2 separate regions of the Triticum aestivum genome follow, and region 2 is linked to region 1. A link is a contact called in public Hi-C data. All regions are on one chromosome and are shown on one strand. The core of a region is the stretch at or near the end of the contact, and the rest is flanking DNA. Distances in the headings are between cores, read along the strand shown.

Evidence for each region. A called contact is a pair of places that touch in the nucleus more often than the background predicts.
Region 2: a Hi-C map of leaf shows a contact between it and region 1, with 8 times the contacts expected there. The contact joins the enhancer-like site here to the promoter of LOC123110413 in region 1. A contact is called at or near these places in 2 of 5 Hi-C or Micro-C datasets (both in leaf).

Annotation. Positions count from the first base shown.
Region 1 is chr5B:60,981,694-60,986,154 of IWGSC CS RefSeq v2.1, reverse strand. LOC123110413 (transcription factor PHYTOCHROME INTERACTING FACTOR-LIKE 13) reads left to right here and starts at 1,512. Exons shown (of 5, transcript XM_044530915.1): 1 at 1,512-1,753; 2 at 1,942-2,036; 3 at 2,133-2,823; 4 at 2,918-2,983; 5 at 3,111-3,601. The coding sequence starts at 1,975. The coding sequence ends at 3,308.
Region 2 is chr5B:61,640,562-61,645,530 of IWGSC CS RefSeq v2.1, reverse strand. No RefSeq gene overlaps it. Among protein-coding and RNA genes, the nearest start is that of LOC123115675, 230 kb to the left of the region's middle. Within about 2 kb of position 1,865, at least 1 of the 8 cell types and tissues checked has an H3K27ac peak or open chromatin away from gene starts, as enhancers often do. A contact at or near this core is called in leaf, where this site is marked.

The DNA of each region.
Region 1 (4,461 bases), core at 263-2,762:
CATCTCAATTCAGGTACTTGCTACCAATTTTGTTCGCGCAAATACACCAAACCAGCCCATCCGCAAGAATGATCAAGTGTGGAAGAAGCCAAACAGGGGAGTTATAAAAGTGAACGTTGATGCATCATTCATGAGGAGAACCTTAGTGGAGCTTGTGGAGTTGTTGCCCGTGACGACCAGGGCAAATTTCTGGGAGCGGCAACACTAGCATTACCTCATGTCTCAAGCGCAGGACCAGCTGAGCTAATGGCCATCCGTTCTGGACTATACCTGGCAATGAATCTGGGATGCACAAATCTCATCATTGAGTCGGATTGTATGGACGCTTTGAAATCTATATCTGACCCGGATGCGTACATGGGAGTGGACGTTCCTTTGGTGGCAGAGTGCTCCCTCTTGGCAATGAAGTTTGCGAGCATTAGCTATGAGTTTTGTAGCAGAGAGACAAATATGCTAGCGGATGGATTAGCAAAGCATTGTTTTAGCAATAGTACTTCTGAAGTTTGAGAGACTTTCGTCCCTGACTTTATTCTTCACAACTATGTAAATGACCTTGCTATTACATGAGGAATAAAGTTACTACGATAAAAAAAAATGACGCAGAAGATGAGGAAATAATAATAAACAAAATTTAAGGAGAAAGAGCATACCACTATGCATAGCGAAGTTTCCATAGCTGGAGAGGAAAATCATCAAGTCAAGAGGATCAATAAAGCTACTGTGCGTGGGTAGTCGGTAGCCCATGAAAACTCGGACTGTTGATCCCTTGCCCATGACCTAAATAAACACGGAGGGAAGTGCCCTCGATCGATAAAGACGTGAGAGATGCAAGAAGACTGAGCACTGGACACACCGCCGCCGCCGATGGATGATGGATCCACCGGATCTTTTGCTAGCTTCTCAAGAGCTTGACCCACACGCACGTCTTTCTCATGTGACATGCATGCATGTCTCCATACTTAGCCGCCAAAACTGAACATGTCAAACATGCATGCATACTGCTCCGTGTTGAGCTGGGCTTGACATGGACGTGACGCTCATCCCTCGGGAAAATTGGCTCCACACGGCTGGATAGGCCGATCGCCCAAGATCTCGAAAATCTTCTCGGAACAGTGACCCGCAAGCGCGCGCGATCGTATCGTTTCAGCTTACACGCCGACGATCGGTCATGATCATGACCGCCGTGCTACGGTAAGTGAACCTTGCTTTGGCCTCTGAGTACGCGCATACAATGAATGATCTCTGGGTAAGTGAGACGATGATGATCGTATGTTTCCCAGGTGGCGGGAAGACGACGGCGACGATTATCACGACGGTGATGATGCGTGTGTAACGTTGCTAGTTAAGTCGTACTTACTCCATCCGTTCCGATTTACTCGTCGAAATTGAACGGAAGTATATATAAGAGGTGAGAGCCATTGCCTGTCGCTGTCTGTTGATCCAGTCTCCCGGGGAATGATATTGATGTATATCCATCCAGTTCAGTCAAATCAACAGCACAATATGCTGCTGCTACTGTAGTAGTGTACTTCTGGAGCTCTGAACCCACCCAACTTGGCTTGATAAAAAGCCCACCCTGCTGCCCAGTTGCAACTCGCCGCTCCATCCATCCTGCTGCACGTCTACCGCTCAGCTTAATTAGAGGAGGAGAAAGAGAGTTGCAGGTGTGTGCTGATCAGAACAGATCAGATCGGCAGGAGGCTCATAGTATCTCACCAACTGCAGCAACATTCAGAAGCAGCTAGCTCATCAGGTACATGTTACTTCTGTGTCCTACCAGAGTGTACCAAACTATACCTGTTTAGCTACACATATGAAGCATCTGCCTTTTCTGGTCCTTTTCGAAAAAAAGAATCTGCCTTTTCTGGTCTTTCTAATTCTTGGTTTGCTGCTCACATGTCAAATGGGATATGCTATTTTATCATCATATTCTCTTTGCAGCGAGTGAGCGAGTGTGTCTCGTACTGAGGAACAATGAACCAGTTCGTTCCTGCAGATTGGACCGGCAACATGGGAGACGCCCTGCCGCCATTAAGGTCCGTCCTCCTAACCGCCGGATTCATCTTCTCTTTTCTTGGATCGGCCGATGGAATCAATGACTGATTCTTCCATGTGGCGTGTTGCTGCAGCAGCGAAGACGACGGCCTCGTCGAGCTGCTGTGGTGCAGCGGCCACGTCGTCATGCAGAGCCAGGCGCCTCCAAGGCAGGCGGTGCCCGAGCAGGAGGCGGCGCCGTGGTTCCAGTACCCCTTCGTCGATGAAGACAACTGCTCGGTCGAGAGGGACCTCTTCTCGGAGATCTTCGGCAGAATGCCGGCGGATGGCGCAGGCAGGCCGTGCAAGGAGGATGATAAGCAGCGAAGCGCCGCGGACGCGGTCACCGCGCTCCGAAGCGGGGTGATGCCGCCGCCGCTTCTGGCGGGTAAAGCAGGGTTGCACGGCGGCGGCCCGCGCGGCTCGCCTGTCTCAGAGGCCGGCGAGTCCTCGGTGGTCACGATGGCATTCAGGAGGCCCTGCGGCGGGAGCAACCAGGCCCAGACGCCCCACGTCTCGGATACCGCCCGCGACGACACCGTGCTGCTGCCGCGGAGCGGCAGGGAGGCCAGGGACGCTAGGTCCTACCTCAGCGTGTCGGCGACGTTGACCTCGTCGTCGACGTGGTCGAGGCCTTCTGGCACCAGCAAGCGGAAGCTGAGCGAGGTCCCCAGTGAGGTTATGCAGGACGTGGAGTCGGACTCCGCCGACGTGACGTGCGAGACGGCGCGGAAGCCGACGACAGCCAAACGGCGGCGCGCCGCCCAAGTGCACAACCTCTCGGAGAGGGTACCTGACTAATACATTCGTCTTACTTCGAGTTTCCTGGACACTTGGGCCTCTTGGCCGCCATTGCTGACTGTGTTCTGCGTGATGGATGCAGAGGAGAAGGGACAGGATCAACGAGAAGATGAGGGCCCTGCAAGAACTCGTACCCCACTGCAACAAAGTATGTAATTCCAATCCCTCCGCAGCTTCGCTACTCGCTAGTCGTTACGAATACGATCTTAAATATAATTCTTGGCAATGGCGATCGGTCTGATCATCTCGTTCTTGGCATGAAATTCTTCCACCAGACGGACAAGGCGTCGATGCTGGACGAGGCGATCGAGTACCTCAAATCGCTGCAGCTGCAGCTGCAGCTGATGTGGGCTATGGGCGGCCGCATGGCGCTGGCGCCGGCGCCGGTGATGTTCCCGGCGGGCGCCCACCAGTACATGCAGCGGATGGCCGCCATTAGTTCCCGGATGCCGCCATTCACGACTGGCGTATAGAGTTCAAATGACCCAGAATTGAGTTGAGAGACTTTCTCGTGATCGCTTTACTTTGTTCAGATAAGTTTGGTGTACTGTATTTTATTTGAAAAAAATCGTATTTAGGAGCTTGACAAGTCAACCTACTCCTTTTATTTTGAAAAATGTAAGGCGTGCTTTGACTATTTAAACTCATGTTTTAAGCAACATGTGAATCATGTTATTATAACAAGAATCACTATCATCAGATTCACATTTGAAAGTAATTCTTGTGGTTATCACTGTAACTATTAATAAAAATATTGTGCATGGAATTTATGGTCAAAGCCCAAGTGGGCAACAAACATATGCCCTGCTTTTCCAAATTGATGGTATTATTTTCCTTTTATCGACGACATTATGCATATTTACACACTAATTTATAAAAGGGGTCCGTCTAAAACTCATCTCGGTGAGACTTTTTTTTTTGCAACAATGATCAGATCTAGATGAGACTTTGACATGTCACAGCTAAGTGATGTCATCTCTCTTGTGTGGTCTCATTTTCCATCTTATCAATTTTTACCTTATTTTTTGTTTCGTATACGTTTGTTTTTATTTGTTGTAGGTGTGTTGTTTTTGTCCCATGGATTGATGTAATCTTTTGTCTGTTCCATTGGGTTGTTGCGTTTTTATTACTAGTTGATGCCCCGCGCGTTGTTGCGGGATACTATAGTTCATTTGACGTGTGGAGTTTGGCCGAGTGTTGATTCACATTACGTGACTCATGGAAAAGGATGAAGCCCCAAGTAACATATTGTTTACTTCAATGCAAGATTATCAAAAAAAAAAAAATCTAACAAATTTCAATAGGGCATTCCATCATAAGATAGCTGCAGGCCTTCAGGTCAGGGGCACAATTTTTTATGATGGGAGATTATAATACTATTAACTTGTCCTGTACACTATGATTTCTCATATGCATTAGCGTTAACCCCCATCATTCAAGAAAACTGTGCAAAAACTACCCAATTGGACAATGCAAACGAACTGCCATATCCCTTGAAATGGGTAGAAGAAAAACACTGTAGCTTCGCAAAACTCAATGAAAATAAATGAACAAAATCTGAAAGATGCAAAATACATGCAAGAAAAATTGCATGTAGTTCTTTATCATATAAAGTAAGATCTGAAA
Region 2 (4,969 bases), core at 616-3,115, 660 kb before region 1:
ATTGAAGATAAGGCTAAGAGATGACCCATTGTAGACTTTTTTTTTGTCATATCTAAATTACATGCAAGACTTAAGATAAGACTACCTTATCAACCATTGTGCATGCCCTAATAGAGCGGCACCACGCGCTTAGCTGCGTTGGTTCGGGAGTCTGTAGATCGCTGCCGCTTTTCTCGTGGTTTCTGGAGATCTTGCCGTTTACGCGCACAGCCTATAAATAGGTGCCTTGCTTTTCTGTAATGTTGCCTGGGGTTTTCGTTGGTGGCTCTTACGTGCATATTACTTCGATGGTTGTTCTTTCGTCCGTGGTGCTCCTACGCGGCGCCTGCTGCCACGGGGTTGACTCTGGCAGCGGCATTGGCCCTCGCGATGGCACCCTCACCCTCTCAAATGGCAGCGACGAGGCCGTCCTATGGCTCGGAGGACCTATCTGCATGGGCCCGCCGGCAGCGGCCAGAGCAGCAAAATTGCCGTGGCAGGCGTGGTGGTTGGCCTCGGGCCCTTATCGAGTCCTTGGTCTGGTCTTTGCCAGCGCCGCTGGGCTCGAGCGCGGAGGAGGAGGCTCGGGGTGAGCGGCGACTTCGCGTCCGGGGCGCCGTGCGGTACATAAAGGACCTCGGCATGGCACTGGAACCTGGAGGTAAGTCCGTAAGTGACGTCCAGGAGGAGGAGGCCGCTCTGCATCCAGGTTTGTACCGACAGTCCGGCAGATGTTCTCGGCCATGGAGGCGAACCGCGACGGCGCCGTGTATGTACCGATCATCGTCGTCGAACGCCTGAACGGTGTCCGCGAGTAAGGTAAGGCAGATAGCTGCCGACCCAGGTCGTAGTTAAGGGATCGAGGGCGACGTCCGCGGCGCATCTCGTGGCCTCCATCGAGCGGAGCTATCCACGGCGGCTATCTCCGCGTAACCCGACACGGCGCGCCACTTCCCGGCGCCTTAGCATTCATCTCGCGTGCTATATATAGAAGGGTGCTGGACGAGTGATCCATTCACAACGCTATGCTTCAAAACTTTGTGCAGTTCTAATTTGTGTACTAGCTGAGTGGAGGATAAAGGCAAGGCAGCTCTCCTCGGTTCTTCAGAGTAAAGGAATACTGTCTGTATACTGTCATTTGCTGTTCTTGCTGCCAAGTTAGTGTGCATTTACGCCGTATTAGCTGCTGCATTTGCCTCCTCAGTGATGGTGATTACATCGTCGTCGTTGGTGGGCTAAGAGACACTGGATTAGGTAGGTTCCTAGATGTAGTATACTCTTTCAGGTAGCTTTTGTATAGTTGTTTTCGGTTTTCAGAAGTTTCAGACAAGACGTAGTATACTCTTTCAGGTAGCTTTTGTATAGTTGTTTTCGGTTTTCAGAAGTTTCAGACAAGACGTAGTATACTCTTTCAGGTAGCTTTTGTATAGTTGTTTCCGGTTTTCAGAAGTTTCAGACATTCTGCAGTCTAATTCTAAATTCTCAATTGCTAGCTGGGAATTTTTAGGATTTTCTGAGTTTTTTTTGAAGGAATATTGTAGCCAATGGGGTGATGACACATTAATTAGTGGGGATCTGGCCAGGTACACTTTAGGGTGGCGAGCAGTTCCTGATCAACCATGCATCCAATCTATCGGGCGGTGCTATTCTTTGACTGCACCAGGTGGAGCACCCAACATGTGCAGCAATGGGATGGGACTTTTTTGATGTGACCACGTGCATGCGCAGACTGGCTCTCTGCATGCAGCATGCAGTGGTTTTCAAATTCTCTTCATTCTTTATTCCTCTATCTTAAAAGATCATAACTCCACTGGTATCCTGAGTGCGACGGGTCGCCGTTTCGACCTTGTGCGGCCGCGCGCGGTGGCCTTCGCGTGGTCTAAGACGGCACGCCTGCAGCCAGTGGTGAATGCGCCTGCAGCCAGACGGCACGCCCGCTCACGGCTCTGCTGCTCTCCATCCCGTCGGTCTTCTTGCCGTAGGCGTCGGTAAATGTGTCGATGTTCTTGACCTAGAGCTCTGTGGCGCCTTGAACCCATCCAACTTGCCAGCTGTTCGAACTTGCGCCCGTTGAATCGACCTCATGCCCGCCAGGCCGCCCGAGGACATGGACGGTGGGGTTGCATCTGCGAGGTGCAGCTCCATGGAGAAAAGGGCGTAACAACGCTGCACAATTATTTTACTTCCAAATCAAAGAAACTCTTAACCGCACACCTGCAGTACCCAGACACAAATTGTTCAAATTAAAGCGACATAACAATGTGCATGAACTGCATGCAAAAATATGGCAGTAGCGATTTACAAAGCAACTAGGCTCCTTCTAATCAAAAAGCTACCCGTCGACTACACGCAGTGATGGCATGTAGTTTTCGAAAGAGCATGGTTACACGCATGGAGTTTCAAGATACAATCGCGTCGGAAAAAAAAATACCAACCCTGTATCCAATTGATAAACCTTTTTTATCTACCTAAATGCAGTCATAATAAAAAACACTTTCCTTATTTAGCACGTAAGAAAAAATCATTAATGTACTTTTAAAAAAATTCCTTTCATACAAACTGACCATCGCCTAGACCGTAGATTTTAGAGAATGCTAACTATGTGTCACACGGTCAACTAGGCAACCAATATGTATACTTTTCGAACCACTTTGCAAGCCTAGGATGATACAAGCGTGACAGCAGCAGCAACAGAGAGCAGAAGCGGCCCGGAAGCAGCGGCGGGCAGTAGCAGCAACACGCCGCCTCGAGCTCGAGCCAGTTAAGCCCACCGCGCGCCGTGTTGGCGGAAGCGGTGCCGTCCCTCGGTGCCAAGGAGACCGCCGCGGCGACTGACGAGGCCTTCCGGAGGCACACCTCACCAGGGTTGCGGAGGGTAAGCGGAGGGGTGGGGGGCGTGGCCGTCGTGTGGTTCTGGAGCGACATCCGGGTGCTCCGGTGACTAGCTCGCCGGCGGGGACTTGATTGCTTTTTATTTTTTTAAGGGACCCGATCGCTTTTAAATAAAATTGTAGGGACCCAATTGCATTTCAAAAAATAACCTGTCAACGGTCAATCTGACGAGTGGACCCCAGCTGTCATAGAACGGTTTAAAGTTTAATCACACAACAATTTGGGTTTTTTGGAACAGCCAACCAAATTTGTGGTAGTTTTTTGAAGAATTAAAAAACAGTAGTTTTTTAGCGATAGTGTGTAATGTGGTAGTTTTTTGCTATATACTCTCACACTACCATGTACTGATCAACATGTCGCTCAAGCAGGCCGTACACAGATAATGCGAGCCAGTGGCATGCCCAAAATAAGATAGCGGTGACTCATCCACCCTTTCATCAACTATATATCCACCTAGAAGTCTACAAGGAGAAGCACACGAACAAGCGTCCAGCCTTAAGCGCATAGGCAATCCAAAGAGCATGAACAATTCACGCCCCACAAAAAGCTTTCCAAAAGGGAAACAACTTAGAAATAAAAGAAAGATCCCCGACTTTGGCACATCTGAAGACAATGCCCACTCTGCCAACGACAATGTGAACGACATGATGTGCACTAAGTCATATTCACCACTTTAAACTCCCACTTCCTTTTCATGCAAGGCAAGAACTAACTCGACACATTTGTGCACAAATGGGATGAGTTGGTAGTCTACATATCAAGACGCATACTTTTTAAAGTAGTCAGCCTGACTGCCAAGCTAGAAAAATACAACGCCACGGCCACTGGAGCCGGCCTGGAGTCATGATAGAAGCATGCATTCTCATTGGTCCTAATGACATTTACAATAGAGTAGGCTTAGTCATATGATGAAGTTGAAGAAAAGGCGGCTTAGTCATAAGATGAAGTTGAAGAAAAGGCTGCTCAAGTGGCCCTGGAGTACATTTGTGGTAACCACAATATCACCATCAACAACCATAACTAATATGCACTTCAAGTGGCAAAAGAGAAACTGCTTACAGCATAGGAGAAAGGACGAACAAAGCAATGGCAGTTCAGCATGAGCGCTAAGAAACAGAGCGAATTTGCAAGGCGAACAAGAATTCTATCAAAAAATGCAACAACTTCTTTGATGTGATACTGCCCACATTGTGAAGATCCTATACACAGGTGCCTAGCCGACTATAGGCCGGAGACAACATTTCGCAAAAGTTCTTTATCACTTCATCACGAGCACTGATCCCACAGGAGGCCAAGTTATATACATTTCTTTCATCTTACTGAAGTAGAGTCGTGCCACGACAAGAATAAATGATCCCTATTAGAGATGTATGAACATGTGTTTCCGTGTTTAGCAACATGCATGATGCCAATAAATTAGTTTATTTCCTACTTATTTTTCCCGCATCCACAATTTTATGTACAATAATCTGCTATATGAGATAGATAAGACTAATTGCAAATAGTAAACACAACTGATATGAACACATCGTATCGACGGGCGCGGCGTGCCGCCGCGCGAGCTATGCTAGTATATAATGATAGAACACTTGAAGACGCCCCAAGGATGGCTTGACTGGCATGATGTGGAGTTTGATAGGTACTCCCTCCGTTCCAAAATAGATGACCCAACTTTATACTATAGTATAAAGTTGGGTCATCTATTTTGGAACGGAGGGAGTACCTATTACGGCAGAAGGTCTCGCTGCATCCTCCATCGCTGAGGCACTAGGCATGGTAGAGTTCTGATGAGATGGCCGAAGCCTGGAAGAAGCGTCTGGCTGTGCAACAGCGGAGCATGACATGGCCGAACCCGGAAGCCGTAGAGATCGTGGTGGCAAGAAAGAAGCAGCACACGGAACCATGGCTGTATAGTCGCTTGAATAGATTTTGTTAGCGAACGAGATGAAGAGATGCACTAGACGGATCATGGAATTCTCCTCTCGGCGATCAAGAAATAGACGTGGCGGACGAGATGCTACTTGAGCGGCTATGTAGTACGGTGTGCTGGTGCCATTGGTGGCTGCAGTGTCCTCGACGGATGGTAGCAGAGACAGGT